2 separate regions of the Hordeum vulgare genome follow, and region 1 is linked to region 2. Evidence: chromatin contacts called from public Hi-C data. All regions are on one chromosome and are shown on one strand. Each heading gives the region's core, a stretch centred on a gene start, on an enhancer-like site or on the middle of the called end of the contact. The rest is flanking DNA. Distances are from core to core; before and after follow the strand shown.

Region 1 (3,256 bases), core at 682-3,181, 430 kb before region 2:
AGGGCCGATGTCTCTGACCATGGAGTCCTGTATCTCAAAAATGCCGTAGTGATCCTGCTGCCCCCTCTCCTTCTCTTTGGCGACGCTCGCCGCCACGTTCAGCGCCGCGTCGATCCTGAAGCTCCCCTGCAGCAGGTTCCCGGACCTGGCGAGGCTGCCGGACTTGTCCATCTCCGCCGCCCGCGACGACCGGAGCAGCCTGATGAAGATCACCGCCAGGCATTTCACGATCCTCTCCGACAGCTTGTTCGGCTGGACCTTGCTCTGCTCGTCCCTCTTCGCCGTCGCCGGTGGCGGTGACGGTTCTTGGGAGGCCCTCGGAGGTTTTTCGTCCGCGTCATTCGATTGCTTCTGCAAGGACCAGGGAAAGACGTACGGAGCATAAGCAGAGCATGATTTTCACCGAGAAGTGTTGCATGTCAGATTGGTTACCTTGTCATGCGAATTCCTTGGCGGGAGGCCAAAGATTTTTTCGTTGAACTTTGGGCTGATGGCGGTGGCTCCTGGTCCTCTGGTGTGGTCTCTGGGGCTCCTTTCCGGCGTGTCGTCGGCGGGCAGATGACGCTGGAGGTACTCGGCGTTCATGGCCTGGCTGATGAAAAACATGGACTTGATCTCCGGCGCGAGCTGATCAGCCGGCAGACGAGCCGATGCCGCGTGTGCCGCCGCGCCATTGCCATTGCCGTTGCTGGTGTAGACACTTGGCGAGTAGGAGGAGGCATAGGCGGCGGTCGCCATGGACGCCCGTTGCCGCTGCGCGGTGGTGACTAGGCCGCCCCTCATGTCGTGGATCTGCGACTCGAGCCGCGCGATCTCTTCCTCGACGACCACGAGCTCCGCCAGCAGCTGCTTGGCCTTGGCCGGGATGAAGGCCGGGATGTTGAGGAGGACGGAGCGCGCGGAGGCGGAGGTGGAGGTGGTGTTTGGACGCAGTGCGCTCTCCAGGATGTGGTGCACCGTCGCCTCGCTGCTCAGCTGTTGCTTCAGCTCCGCCATCTGCACCATTCCCACGCATTTTCACTCTCAAAACCGATAACCATTTTCCTGTCGACGCGTTGTACAACAGACAAGATGATTCTTGGATGGGTACCTCGTGCTCGAGATCCATGCGTCTGTGGTCGTGCTGTTGCCCGCCGTTGCGTGTCGTCGTCGTCTGCAACTGAACCATCGTCGTCAGCAGCAGCAGCAAGTACGTGACTGGACCGGGCCATGGTCATAAAGTCAGGCTGGCCCGTAGTAAGCTACTGTACTCCTTTGCCGTGTATGGGCCGGGGGCTGGTCCAACAGAATTTACGTACTGCCCGAATTAAAAGAGGAACTTGCTCCAGTTTCTCTATCGAAAAAGGAAAGGAAACCACCTGATCGGCATGGCAGCGGAGCGCATTGATTCTAGCAGCGCTGTGCACTCACCGGAGAAGGAGGAGGAAGGGTAGGGTCGGCGGCGAGCTGGTGAGCATGGCGAGTCCTACGGCTCATCGGAACCGGAGCCCGCACTGCCACGTACTCCATCGATCAGACGATCACCCCGGCAGACGTCGGACGACGGCCGGGCTGCCGAGATAGAGCACCTGGACGGACAGTCGTCGCCGCAGCTAGCGGCGGCCGTCGACGACCAAAGGGAGCGGGACCGAGCAAGGCCAACAAGTAGCAAGCTAGCAAGATGGATGGATTCGTTGCTGTTGCTGCTGGGGTGCACCCGTCTGAGGAGAGAACAAGGTAGAGGAAGAAGGCGAGCTCAAGGAAGAAGAAGAGTAAGAAGCGAAGATCGGAAGAGGGCGTGCGTTGGTTGGCGACGGATGTTGCTGGTGTCGGCTGGGCGCGGGGCCACGTAACGTATGTAACCGCAGCGCGGCGGTGGACCTGAAATCCTTTCACCAACCGATGAACTAGGTGAATGGTGAGTGATTTGGTTGGTCAGGTGGCGACGGATCCTCTACTCTTGTCTTGCCTTGTAATCTAATAAAAAACAAGAATACAACGAACACCACACCATGGAAAGGATGAGTGCGAGTGAAGGTTTAACAAGGGGTTTAGTGCATCGGTTGGTGGCCCGGGTCGGGTCGGTTGGACTGCGACGTCTCGCCATTTTCAACACTTGAAGATTGCCCGCTGATATGATATATGGATTTTCTGGTTCTCATGAGAACCAACACAATCTGGCTCAACCTCTCTACCGTATGATTCCACGCGGAGATTCACGTGGATCATTTCGTTTTTTGGCTTCCTTTCTTCGTTTGATTGATTTATGTTTTTATTTATTTCTTTTGTTTTTGTCTTTGTCACGTGTAACTACAATGCACGTGTAACTACAGTTGCACGTTTGTAGCTGCTTGCAAGCAACCAGACTTAGCAAATCCCACCTTCCAAATGCATGCGGACGCGCCCGGGCGAGTTCACGAAAACTTTAAATAATGCGTTCTACTAATGGATATCTTAAATTAGAAATCTTAAATCTATACTATTACATGCGACGTAAACCTGATAGTAAATGGAACTCGTCCGGCTCCATCGTGTCCATATACGACGGCTGGTTGCGCCCCTCATAGTGTCGGTCCGGTCGCCGTGCCGATGTAGAATAGGAATGGATCACTAGCCGGCTCACCGGAGTCGAGCTCCCGTCGTCTCCCATGCCGTACTCTTTCTCGTCGAAGCCCATAACCCGGGCGGTGCTGGTGGACATGAGATCGTTGACAAATCCCTCCTGGGAGTATCCAGCGTCGACCACAATGTTGTTGCGGCGTCCGCACTGGTTCACCATATGGGGTGTCTGGCACAAAACCTGGATGAACGAACTGCATCAAGAACACATCAAATACGCGTGGACGCGTACACAAACTACAAGATGTACAGAAGGATCATTCACATGAGGAAGTGTCCGCGTCACTCGTGTGGAGATCCAGCGGCGGTGCGGGTCGGAGACATGGACATTTAGAAGACATGGTTGTCGACTGACTGGCCAGACTAATTCGCGAACAAATAGTATGTCTGTTCTAGGGGCCACGTGTTGGAGATGCCCTTACTTTATTATTTTCATGGTGTACAAATCCCAACTTATGCAAAGTAGTAGAAGGAACCACCCTTAGTATTTATATACCAACTACACATGGTTTTGGAGCTTACAACATCTCGAGCAGATCCTAGAAAAAACTCACCCGATAACGATTTATTGGATCTTTCCAATAATACTTTTTCGGTAGGGATGTAAATGGCAAATAAGTGGCAGCCACAAGTCCCATTTATTTAACCTTTTCTAGCT
Region 2 (3,509 bases), core at 44-2,543:
CAGATAGTGTTGAGGAACACAATTTTGTGAAGTTTTTTTTCCAGGGATTAAGGGTTTCCGGTCTAGATTATTTTTGTATATCTCATATGTATATAGAAAAGACCAATTAACAACAATTCCACTTGTTGTGTAATCCAGAGAAAAAACTTGAACTCTCGAACGGAGAGAGACACATATTTCGCAGTTCTTCATATCGAGTATTAGATCATTTCTTCTTGTAACAAACATCACATCTTTCCTCGTCTAAAAAACACAATTTCTTAATTTCATATTCCCCCCTTCAAAAGAGGATAAATTATACTCCCGACTGATTTGTAGTATTTGATGCAACTTTTGCACGATGTAAGTTTGTAAAGGGAATTGTTTAGTTGTATAGTTATTTCTTTTGTAAAAGAAGAACAAACTTAATGATCATTAAATAAGGAAAGCACAATAGGAGCAAGTATTTTCTTTCCCTTCTCGCAAGATGGCTAGTGTGATGAATTCCTTCAATCGACCTCCGTCGGCATGCCCACGGATTCGCTTCCCCTTTATTAGCCACTCCAGTAGCCGGTGATGGGAAGGGTAATCCTGATGCCCTGGTGCTGACTACTCCCTCCGTTCGTTTCATATACCTTTAACTTTTTTTGAACTCATGAACTCTTTCAAGTTCGTGATTTTTCTAAGTTGCGAACTTGTTTTGAATTTTGCATAGTTTTTTGAACTCATGAAATTTTCTCATATCCTTGAACCATTTTACGTTCGTGGACTTTTCCAAGATGCAGTCTTTTTGAAATCACACAATTTTTTTAACTCTTGAAATTTTTGAGTTCATGAACTTTTTTGAATCCCAATTTTTTAACTTATGAAAATTTTCACGTTTGGGAACATTTTTCAAATTATTATTTTTTGAATTCTCTGAAGTTTTTTTGAGTTCGTGAACTTTTTTAGTTCATGAACCCCCTGTGACTTTTTTCAATTCACGAACCATTTTTTAGTTTATGATTTTTTATTTTTTTCACATTTTCTTGAAAAGTGAACGTTCAGTGATGAACTGGTTAACCTGGATGGGTCAAATGCGATCGAGCGATTAAGAAAACCAGTGAACTGCGAACGAACGAGACCCTTCAACATTTTCTTATGAATGAACGAGCAAGTGCTTGCCTTCCTTTTGGGGCGACCCTTCAATGCGGGCTCGTGTGAGTGCCAAAAAACTATTCATGCACTTCAGGTGCTGAACATAAGGGGAGCTCCTATGCGCCGCTCGTTGCGGCGAGCAGCCGAGCAGCCGCACAGGCGCGACTCCAGCTGGGTCAGCCCATTAGTGTGCGAGTGTTCCCCTTTTAATCTGAAGAATCATGTGCGTGTGTGCGGTCCTAATGGGCTTCGAGCGCTGTAAGCAAATCATGGCGCAGAACGCGTGGTACAGAAAGTCTCGGGGCACGACTATGTCTTGTAATAGGACATTTTTTCAAATTCAAGAACATTTTTAAAATTCTGGAACATTTTCTAAATTATGGAACATTTTTCAAATTCCAGAACCTTTTTCAACTTACAGAATGTTTTTCAACTTCCGGAACATTTTGAAATTCTGGAATATTTTTTAAAATTCCGGAATAAAATTCAAATTCCGTAACATTTTTTCAAATTATGGAACATATTTTCAAATTCCAAAAGGTTTTTTAATTACGGAACATTTCTCAAATTCCGGAACATTTTTTCAAAATCCAAAACATTTTTACAAATTCCGAAACAATTTTTCAAATTCCAGAACATTTTTCATATTCCAGAACATTTTTTCAAAATCCGGAACAATTTTGAAACAGAAACAGAAAAAACAAAAACAGAAAAAAAACAGAAAAAAAAAGAAAAAAAAGAAAAAAAAATGTTCAGGGAACCTTCTAGAAGTTTTCCAAAACTATAAAAACCGGTTGGAACCTCTAAAAGGTTCCCAAAACCGGGTAGGGCACCCTCGCTACTTGGGCCAGCCCGATACCCTGCCCTCCTCGACATCACTTCGCACAAACGGCAAATAGGATTTTCCGAACATAAGCTCTCCGGAGTGACGTCTTACGATATGGGCCAAAGTTTTAGCTCATCAAGCATTTATGAATGAAAAACTTCTACAAAGAAAAATAAGGAAAACTTAAACTACTCTAAATCTATCAAGATGAGATTATATATATATTGCTCCCTCCCCTACAAGTAGAGAATACCGTATGAAAGATCAACTCTTACTGCACACAAAAAAACACAATTTGATAGCTTTTTTCCTTAAAAAAGAAGATGCTACATTATACTGTCGATTGATCTATAGGATTTGTTGCAAGTTTTGCATGTTGTGTTTTGTAAGGGGAATTGTTTAATTGCTTAGTTATTTATTTTAGAAAGAAAGAGCAAACACTTCTTAGCAGACAATTCGGCTTTCATTGATCAAGTAAGCAAATATATCATCGAACCAACTGTCCCAAAAATAAGCGACAAGGGTAAGTTATTAAAGTAAAAGTTAATCATGGTGCTTTGAATTTATCCTCTCGAGGTTCACCTTTCAAATATTCCATTGCAAACCAAGTTATCAAATCATTTGCTTCGACACTATACCACGAGGGAAGAAACTGGGAGAAACAAGAAGAAAAAAGTAATTCAAAATTAGAGGACATCTGGCCATGCCACACTTGACCACCAACGTCACCACTCTCTATAGACACTAAAGGCCATCTCTATAGATGGCGACGACAGCACACGAGTGCGTCAGATCGGTTTTGTGCCCTACACCCGGTATGTGGCACTTGGCTCGACCGGCTCTGCTGGGGCTCCCGGTTTTTGATGTTAGGATTAGGTAACTGGTCTGGGTATGTGGCCGAGCTAGCACCCCTTCATCATATGGATAGGAGTAGCGACAGCTGTTGCGAAGTTGGCGGATTCAGACATATTGTTGTAATACTTTGTAAGCTCCTCGAGAATAATCAATAAAATGGCCGCATGCATCTCCCAGATGCAGAGACCGGGGGTCATCCTCCTTTTCTAAAAAATAATAATTCAAAGAGGTAGCTTCTAAGGACCAAATACCGGAAATCTCCGGTACCGATTATGTGGGATACAACTGCCATATACTAGAACAATAATACAACTGTGAACCTATTATTCTATACAAGGGGTCTGCTACCGCCGAGGAAAGAAAAATTGTGATACTTCAACGCTCATCAAGGAGTCCCCGTCTTTCGATGAGGCAAAAACATTCGAAGACGAGAATACCAGCGATAACATGGACGAAGTAATACTAACAAACGAAAGTCTTTGGCACCTAATAGGTTTAGCTCATGATCCTATCCTCTACTCACAGAAAGAACATAATTTAACATTGTACTGGAATGAGAACGGAACTATAATGCTACTCGATACATTGTTTTTCATCAAGTCCACTTTTATTCAATAGTATAATTGTGTTCCACACTATAGATTCCCTACAATTGTCACCTACAGATACTTGGTGTTACAACAAGAATTGTAACATATCATATGTTGGCGGC

What was found. Hi-C and Micro-C count contacts between places; a contact is called where the count stands out from the background.
Region 1: a contact with region 2 is called in a Hi-C map of leaf, with 3 times the contacts expected there. The contact joins the promoter of LOC123406348 here to the enhancer-like site in region 2. A contact is called at or near these places in 3 of 6 Hi-C or Micro-C datasets (leaf and seedling).

Annotation. Positions count from the first base shown.
Region 1 is chr1H:44,792,751-44,796,006 of MorexV3_pseudomolecules_assembly, reverse strand. It overlaps LOC123406348, which reads right to left and starts at 1,931. Exons shown (of 9, transcript XM_045099873.1): 1 at 1,411-1,931; 2 at 1,091-1,153; 3 at 433-996; 4 at 1-351. The coding sequence starts at 1,509.
Region 2 is chr1H:44,357,210-44,360,718 of MorexV3_pseudomolecules_assembly, reverse strand. No RefSeq gene overlaps it. Among protein-coding and RNA genes, the nearest start is that of LOC123412945, 42 kb to the right of the region's middle. Within about 2 kb of position 1,293, at least 3 of the 3 cell types and tissues checked have open chromatin away from gene starts, as enhancers often do. A contact at or near this core is called in leaf and seedling, where this site is marked.